Linked DNA regions of Gossypium arboreum: region 2 is linked to region 1. The links are chromatin contacts, called in public Hi-C maps. All regions are on one chromosome and are shown on one strand. Each heading gives the region's core, a stretch centred on a gene start, on an enhancer-like site or on the middle of the called end of the contact. The rest is flanking DNA. Distances are from core to core; before and after follow the strand shown.

Region 1 (3,266 bases), core at 592-3,091:
TGGAAATGTCAAATTGGTCGGTGCCATAAGTGGTTTTGGCTTGTTAACCCCTCGTGTCCGACACCGGCAACGGTCTCGGGTTCGGGGTGTTACAGTATGACATTCATATCAACTTATTTGAGCATGACCATGCATTTCTAGTCTTACTCAATTAAGTGGCCCAAGATATTAATCCTATTATGTAGGAGGGACCTATTCTATATTGATCAACCATATCTCTCTATATAGATTGTGGTATATCCAACATCAGCCTTTATAGAACAACCAGTTACGGTGTACATTTGACTATATCAAAATATACAACTCACGATGTTGGGATAATGATGATCTCAAGTCTGAGAATCATATACATATTAATCACTATGAGTAATGTTGTGACAATTACATAATAATCCAAGAAACATACTCATGGCGAATTGGTCCAATATGTTGTTCTCTAACACACATATTCATGCATTGATTTTGACACTCCATATCAATGACAACTCTTTATCATCAATCAATTACATGTTAGTCTCAATGCATTATTGTTGTCCTAGTCAACAATAATACTAGACTAAGGATCTTTTAAGAACAATCATATTATTCTTGGACATTATTATAAAACAGTTTATTTATACACACGTAAAGAAAAACTGAAATAATAATGGAAACATCTTATATTAAAACATGATAAATAAAATATGTTATTACAACCATCTCATTATTGATCTTTGGGCATACTCTTACAAAAATTTCATATTATTAGTATTTTACGTAATTTGTATAACATTTAATAAATTGAGGTATCAAATTGTGCTTAAAAAAAGCTTAGGTACCAAATTATTAAAAAATGTCAAATTTAGGTATCAAATTGGGCCCAAAAAATTTAGATATCAAATTAAAAATTATAAATTTAAAAATCAAATATTATATTAAGTCATTTCCTTTTTTTTTTTTTTTTTTTGTTAAAACGCTTTTCTGTAAACGTATTTTTACCACTAGATAATTAAAATTTCAGCATACATCCCTAATTTTTCCCTCAGATATACTCTTAAATTTTCCGTAAGCAACATGTATGAAAAAATCTGCTTCATTATCAGTAACATTTAAAATAAGTTAAAATATTAATGAAGTGATCAAATTTTAAAATTTAATAGAGAAAATATTTATTTTAAAAGTTTGGAAACATTACGAACATTGAACACTGCACAAAAGAATGATTCGGAAAATAATTCCGATACTAATTTTTTTTAAAAAAAAAAGAAAATAATCAATATCTTCAACAATAATTGCAATGCAACATCACCCATAGATTTGCGCCACGTACCAGAAGTTAAACGGCGATGATGGAATGGGCGAAGAATCTTTTATTGTGGTAAGTGCAGGGGGGGCGCATGTGGGCCATAGCTTTCGAGATCACGTCTCAATCATTAGACAAACACATTATAAAAGATTGGTCCCACCTCAAAAGCGACTCTTTTCATAAAATCATTTTTACATAAAAACTTTTATTATAATTTGTCCCTTAACTATAACTCAATTTTCATATTTATCCTTGAATTTTATTGTATTTAAACTATCAATTTTATCTTAGTTTACAAAAAATAATATCATCTAATAAGAACATGACACGTGACATTTACTTATTAAATATCATATGCCTTTTGTATAAAATGAGACAATTGATAGTTTTAAAAAAGTTTAAGGAGTAATTTTAAATTAGAGTATAGTTTAAGGATGAATTTAAGAAAAAAGCCGACATAAAATAACATTAAAATTAAATAGTTGAAATTGGTAATTGCAAAGTAGCAATTATGAGTCATATAATAATAGTAATAATAATAATATAATTCCAAACTAAACCATGGGCTAAGTCAACCACCCACTCCACTCCACTCCTCCATAAATTTATAGTGGCTTTCTTAAACATTGGCTGCCTCTTGTGGAGGAGAGAGAGAGAGAGAGCGCTTCAAATATCTCTCCGAATTCTCCACCTCTTAACATAGATTTGATTTCTCTTTTAGTCAAGTTATGTCAGGGAAGAGACCACGTCCGATGATGGGGAAATTGTCTGAATTATTGGTTGCCGGCAAAAAACCCGTATTTTTGGATGCTGTTGTTACAAGCCCTAGGAGTCCACTAGATTTGAAGACACCATCACCTAGAAGTTCGAAGAGATATGATGTTGGTGGGGTTGGACTAGGGATTGCTGTTGCACTAGATAACAAGTGTAGTACCCATTCCTGCAGGCATACTATTTGTAGCTCAAATGTAATTGTTGTGAAATCTGGTGGGAAGAATTTAGAGATGGAAAGTTTGGAGGATTTTACGTATGTGACTACCCATGGATCTGGCAAGTCGTCTACAAAGGTGTATTATGATGGAGGTGAAGAAAGGAGAAAAAGTAACTGTGAAACCCCAGCTCCAGCACCAAGATTTGTGGAAGAGGTTGCTTACCCAACTTCAGATTTTCTCAGTTGTTGTCACCTATGCAGGAAAAAGCTGCATGGCCAAGACATTTACATGTATAGGTAAACACACACCCTTTTACCCCTTTTTTAATTACCCAATCTCTGCTTGCTTGTTTCCATATGGTAATTAATTACATGAGAGAAACTGATAATTCTGTTGTTAATGATATGTGTTGTTTTCAGAGGGGAAAAAGCGTTTTGCAGTTCAGAGTGTAGGTCAACTCAAATAATGATGGATGAGAGGAAAGAACAGTGCAGATCAGAAGTTTCAAGATCTGCAAGAGTCACAACCTCCTCTTATGAGTCTGGGGATATCTTCTTCTCAACTGGGATTCTTGCAATTTAGCTTCCAGTCCTCATATGGGGGTTCTTCCTGCGTATGTAATTATATCTATCGGAGAAATACCATATACCTTTATGAGGATTAAGAATAACTTTATTAAGAATAATAAAAACAGAAAGCTAAATGAGAAATATTGGGTTTGATAAGAAATGAACATCCTTTCGCAGTTTTCTTTTTTGAAGATAAAATGAGAGAAGATTCTGATGTTCATAATTATAAACTGAAAGCTAAATCCATGGTCTGTTGGTAGAGAGGTAGAAATATGAAGCTATCTCATATACGATAATGATCACAAAAGACATTAGTTAGCAAAGGAATTGTTTTAGTACACATACAAGTTGAAGGCATTCAGCAATCTTAACCGAAAAAAAAAAAAGGGTAAACAAGAGAAAAATGGAAAAACAGATTCATCCTATCAGTTCTCCAAATATGCTAAGCCAAAATAGATCCGGATCTCGCCATTTACTGAT
Region 2 (3,620 bases), core at 925-3,424, 300 kb after region 1:
TGAGTCTCAACTTTTAAAACTTTTCTGTGAACTTATTCTATTTTGTTCAGATTAGTTCATGAATTTGAATTCTGTTAAACAATTTAAAATTTTTTATTTGATTTTTTAAGTTATATAAAATTTTAATAAGGATCTAAATTTATGTAATTAAAGATTTATGAAAATTATAAATTTATAAAGACTACAAATTAATTATAAATTGAAAATATAAAGAACAATTTATAATTTTCTTAAACTATAAAAATAAAAAATCTATAAAATTTATAAATTCAATGTTGATTTGATATCTGTGTATCAAATTTCTTAAAAAACATTGTAGTGTTGAATTCTAAAGGATATAAATTATAAATTATAAAATATATATATTAATAAATTTTGATAATTTTATAAATTTATAAATTTTAATAATTTTATAATTTGATAAATTTTTATAATTATATACATCAAATGCTTTTTATTTTTAAAAAATTATATATTTAAAAATATTTAAGTGATAGTGTGATGTAATCTTAAAGTGATATATCATCACCTCTTAATGATGTTACAGAAAAAGGACTAAGCTATTTGATAGAATTCAAGTTTAAATACTCTAGAGGGTTTTTTTGATGGAGAGAGAAAACGTTGCAAATAAATGAATGAGATGTACTTAAAAGAAAGCGGAGAGGAAGACTAGAGCAGATCTAGTAACATTAAGCACAACGATAGGTGGTGGTTGATAAAGTGAAGAAAGAGAAATGTGGTTGATGGTAAGGTTAAACAAATAAAGTAAGTTAGAGAGAACTTTGAAAGTTTGAATTTTAAAGTGTTAAAAAGTTCTTTAACTGGTTGTGAAAGGTTATTTTTTATATGTCTCAAAAAATTGAGAGTTACAAAGTTGGCAATTAATAGGAATAATAGAAGAAATTTCACTTACAATGGCATCAATGGTTAAGATGAGATAATGAAGAGTTTTTGTTGGTGATGGTAATGGTGAATAGTGAAGAAGAATTTACTATATTTCTTAAAGGAGAAAAAAAATACCCAGCGTTAGAAATGGTTAAGAATAAACTCTTAACTACCTCCTTATCTGTTCTTCTAAGCCAAGTTCTCCGGAATATTTTAAAAGTGAAGATAGCCTAAGAACTTTATTGTATTCTGGGGTTGCTTCCACTTCTACTTTGGTGAAGTAGTACTATGTGAAATATCTTTTGCGGAACATCTCTTGAAATGCAAGACGACGATTATTTTTAGATGAGAGTTGTTTTTGAATAAATAGTTATTTTGACTTGTTTCAAAAGTGAGTTGTTCTCAATATAGTTGTTCTCAATGTAGAAGTTGTTCCTTAATAATGGTTCTTTCGGAAAAACACAATTGTTCTAAATAAAAGCTGTTCTAAATAATAGTTGTGCTAAACAAAACTATTCTTGAAAAATGTCATTATTCTAAACAAGAATTATTTCGAACTTAGTGGTTTCCAACAGGAGTTGTTCTAAAATAACTACATTAGACGACAATTGTTCTAACCGAAACCGTTTCTAGACATAGCTATTCTTGAACAATAGTTGCTTTGAACAACTACTATTCTAAATAAGAATTGTTGCTCCAAAAGAGATATGCATGGTAGTACAATTTCTTGAAATATAGTATTCGTAATATTAAAACTTAATATTTGAAACTAATAATAATAACAAATGTAATATTTTTGAAATTAAAATAAAAATTAGTTTAAATTCTAAAAAAAAGAAAGAAATTTAAATAGATAAATACATCAAATTAAGAACATTAAATTCACTCTAAATATTTATCATAGTATTGTCACTTTTTTTGAGTTAATTCATGATATCAACTCAATTAACAATGTTATCAATATATATACAAACAATGCAAGTGAAAAAATGTGTAATAATATTAAAATGTATAAACATATCAAAATAAAGTTTTAATTGAAGTGATAAAATAAATTATAAAATAGTGAAGAAATGAGTTCAAATTTTATTATATACTAAACTTTATTGATTTTATTAAAATATAGAAAGACAAAAGTAGCATTACAATAACATAATATATTTTTATACATAGAAAGATTTTTCTGTAATTAACGTATAAATATTTAGTTTCAAGTAATTTTTAAAAAGAATCCTACTTTTAGGTGTTAGGTGGGGCTTGACTTTGCTAAATTCCTGAATTTAACTTGATGCAATGTAAACGTAAGGAGTGACGTTATAACCATAGGCAGCAGCTAAATTCACCCCCAAGAAAAAGAAAGGTGTCTTACGCGTGTCTGAAACCTTAAAGCAGCAAAGTCCCAGTATCTGAGATTAAAGGAAAAGCATGGCTTCTGCATCAGAGATTGCAGCCAAGTTGGATCTGGTGCCCAACCCTGAAGGTGGTCTCTATACCGAAACTTTCAGAGATACCTCCATCTTCCTCTCCAAATCTCAACTTCCTCCTCACTGTAATAACCAAATGCCTTCTTTCTCTCTCTCTCTTTTTTTTCCCTCCTTTAATTCTGATGTTACATATTCTGTACTCCATGTTTTTATTTATTTACGTGATTAAACAAACTGTGGATGTCAAACTCCTACATATTTTACCTGTTAATTGTGTACTGCAGACAAAGTTGATCGTCCTGTTAGCACATGTATTTACTTCATGCTACAATCCGGGAATGTGTCTCGCCTTCATCGAATACCATGTGCTGAGACCTGGCATTTTTATTTAGGAGAACCTCTTACGGTAATAATGGCTTAAACATCACAGATGAACTTGATTGGATTCTAGATTAACAAAGCGTATTTGATACAGATTGTAGAGCTGGATGAGAAAGATGAGAAGCTGAAACTAACATGTCTCGGACCTGACCTGGGAGATAATCAGCAGGTGCAATATACGGTACCTCCATATGTTTGGTTTGGTGCATTTCCAACCAAGGATTTTCATATTTCCAGTGACGGCAGAGCGGCCAAAGCTGAACCAAGGGATGCTGAGTGTCACTATTCCCTCGTTGGATGCACCTGCGCACCTGCCTTTCAATTTCAAGACTTTGAGCTCGGAAAACATTCCGAGCTTGTTTCCACCTTTCCGAATTATGAGCCTATCATTTCTTTTCTCACCAATACTGATTGACTTGCCATCTGATTTCTCCTGTTCTCAGCTCATTGGTGCCAAGAAGTTTTCATGTTTTTGATCCCTAGATTGCTACTTCTGTAATTTACAGTTTTTCCACAGCTGAAAAAAGCGTTAAGCTTTGTATCAAATGCTGTTTTCCATGCACCAAGATATTGTTCGATAAATTCGTGCTGTGAAAAAATTGCTAATGATCTATTATCGAGCAGCAAAACTAATAAGGCAAGTTAAGAGTAAGAGAAATTGAAGAAACTTCTGCATCAAATGATCATCAAACATAGCTAAAAGGGGTACATATAAAATGAAAGTGAAACTGCCATTAGAAAACGTGGCACAAAGCAACAAACCATGGAAACTTCGAGCAACTTCCAAACAAATGAACTGTAGAAGCCTAGGAAGGAAGTAAAGAGAAACTAAACCAAAGGGAGCAAAGACAGTTTTGGGTATAAACATCCAATGTTCAATATCCTTTAACTGATTGGAGAACCTAATGTAGCTAGCTAATGCATTTAAGG

The links. Hi-C and Micro-C count contacts between places; a contact is called where the count stands out from the background.
Region 2: a Hi-C map of leaf shows a contact between it and region 1, with 3 times the contacts expected there. The contact joins the promoter of LOC108483938 here to the promoter of LOC108486197 in region 1. A contact is called at or near these places in 2 of 5 Hi-C or Micro-C datasets (both in leaf).

What each region holds. Positions count from the first base shown.
Region 1 is chr6:120,897,008-120,900,273 of ASM2569848v2, forward strand. LOC108486197 (FCS-Like Zinc finger 13-like) reads left to right here and starts at 1,842. Exons shown (of 2, transcript XM_017790090.2): 1 at 1,842-2,513; 2 at 2,637-2,946. The coding sequence starts at 2,014. The coding sequence ends at 2,799. It overlaps LOC108486196 (oligouridylate-binding protein 1-like), which reads right to left. Exons shown (of 12, transcript XM_017790089.2): 12 at 3,075-3,266. The coding sequence ends at 3,259.
Region 2 is chr6:121,192,517-121,196,136 of ASM2569848v2, forward strand. LOC108483938 reads left to right here and starts at 2,175. Exons shown (of 3, transcript XM_017787489.2): 1 at 2,175-2,434; 2 at 2,594-2,715; 3 at 2,785-3,620. The coding sequence starts at 2,311. The coding sequence ends at 3,105. It overlaps LOC108483939 (sm-like protein LSM1B), which reads right to left. Exons shown (of 5, transcript XM_017787491.2): 5 at 3,359-3,620.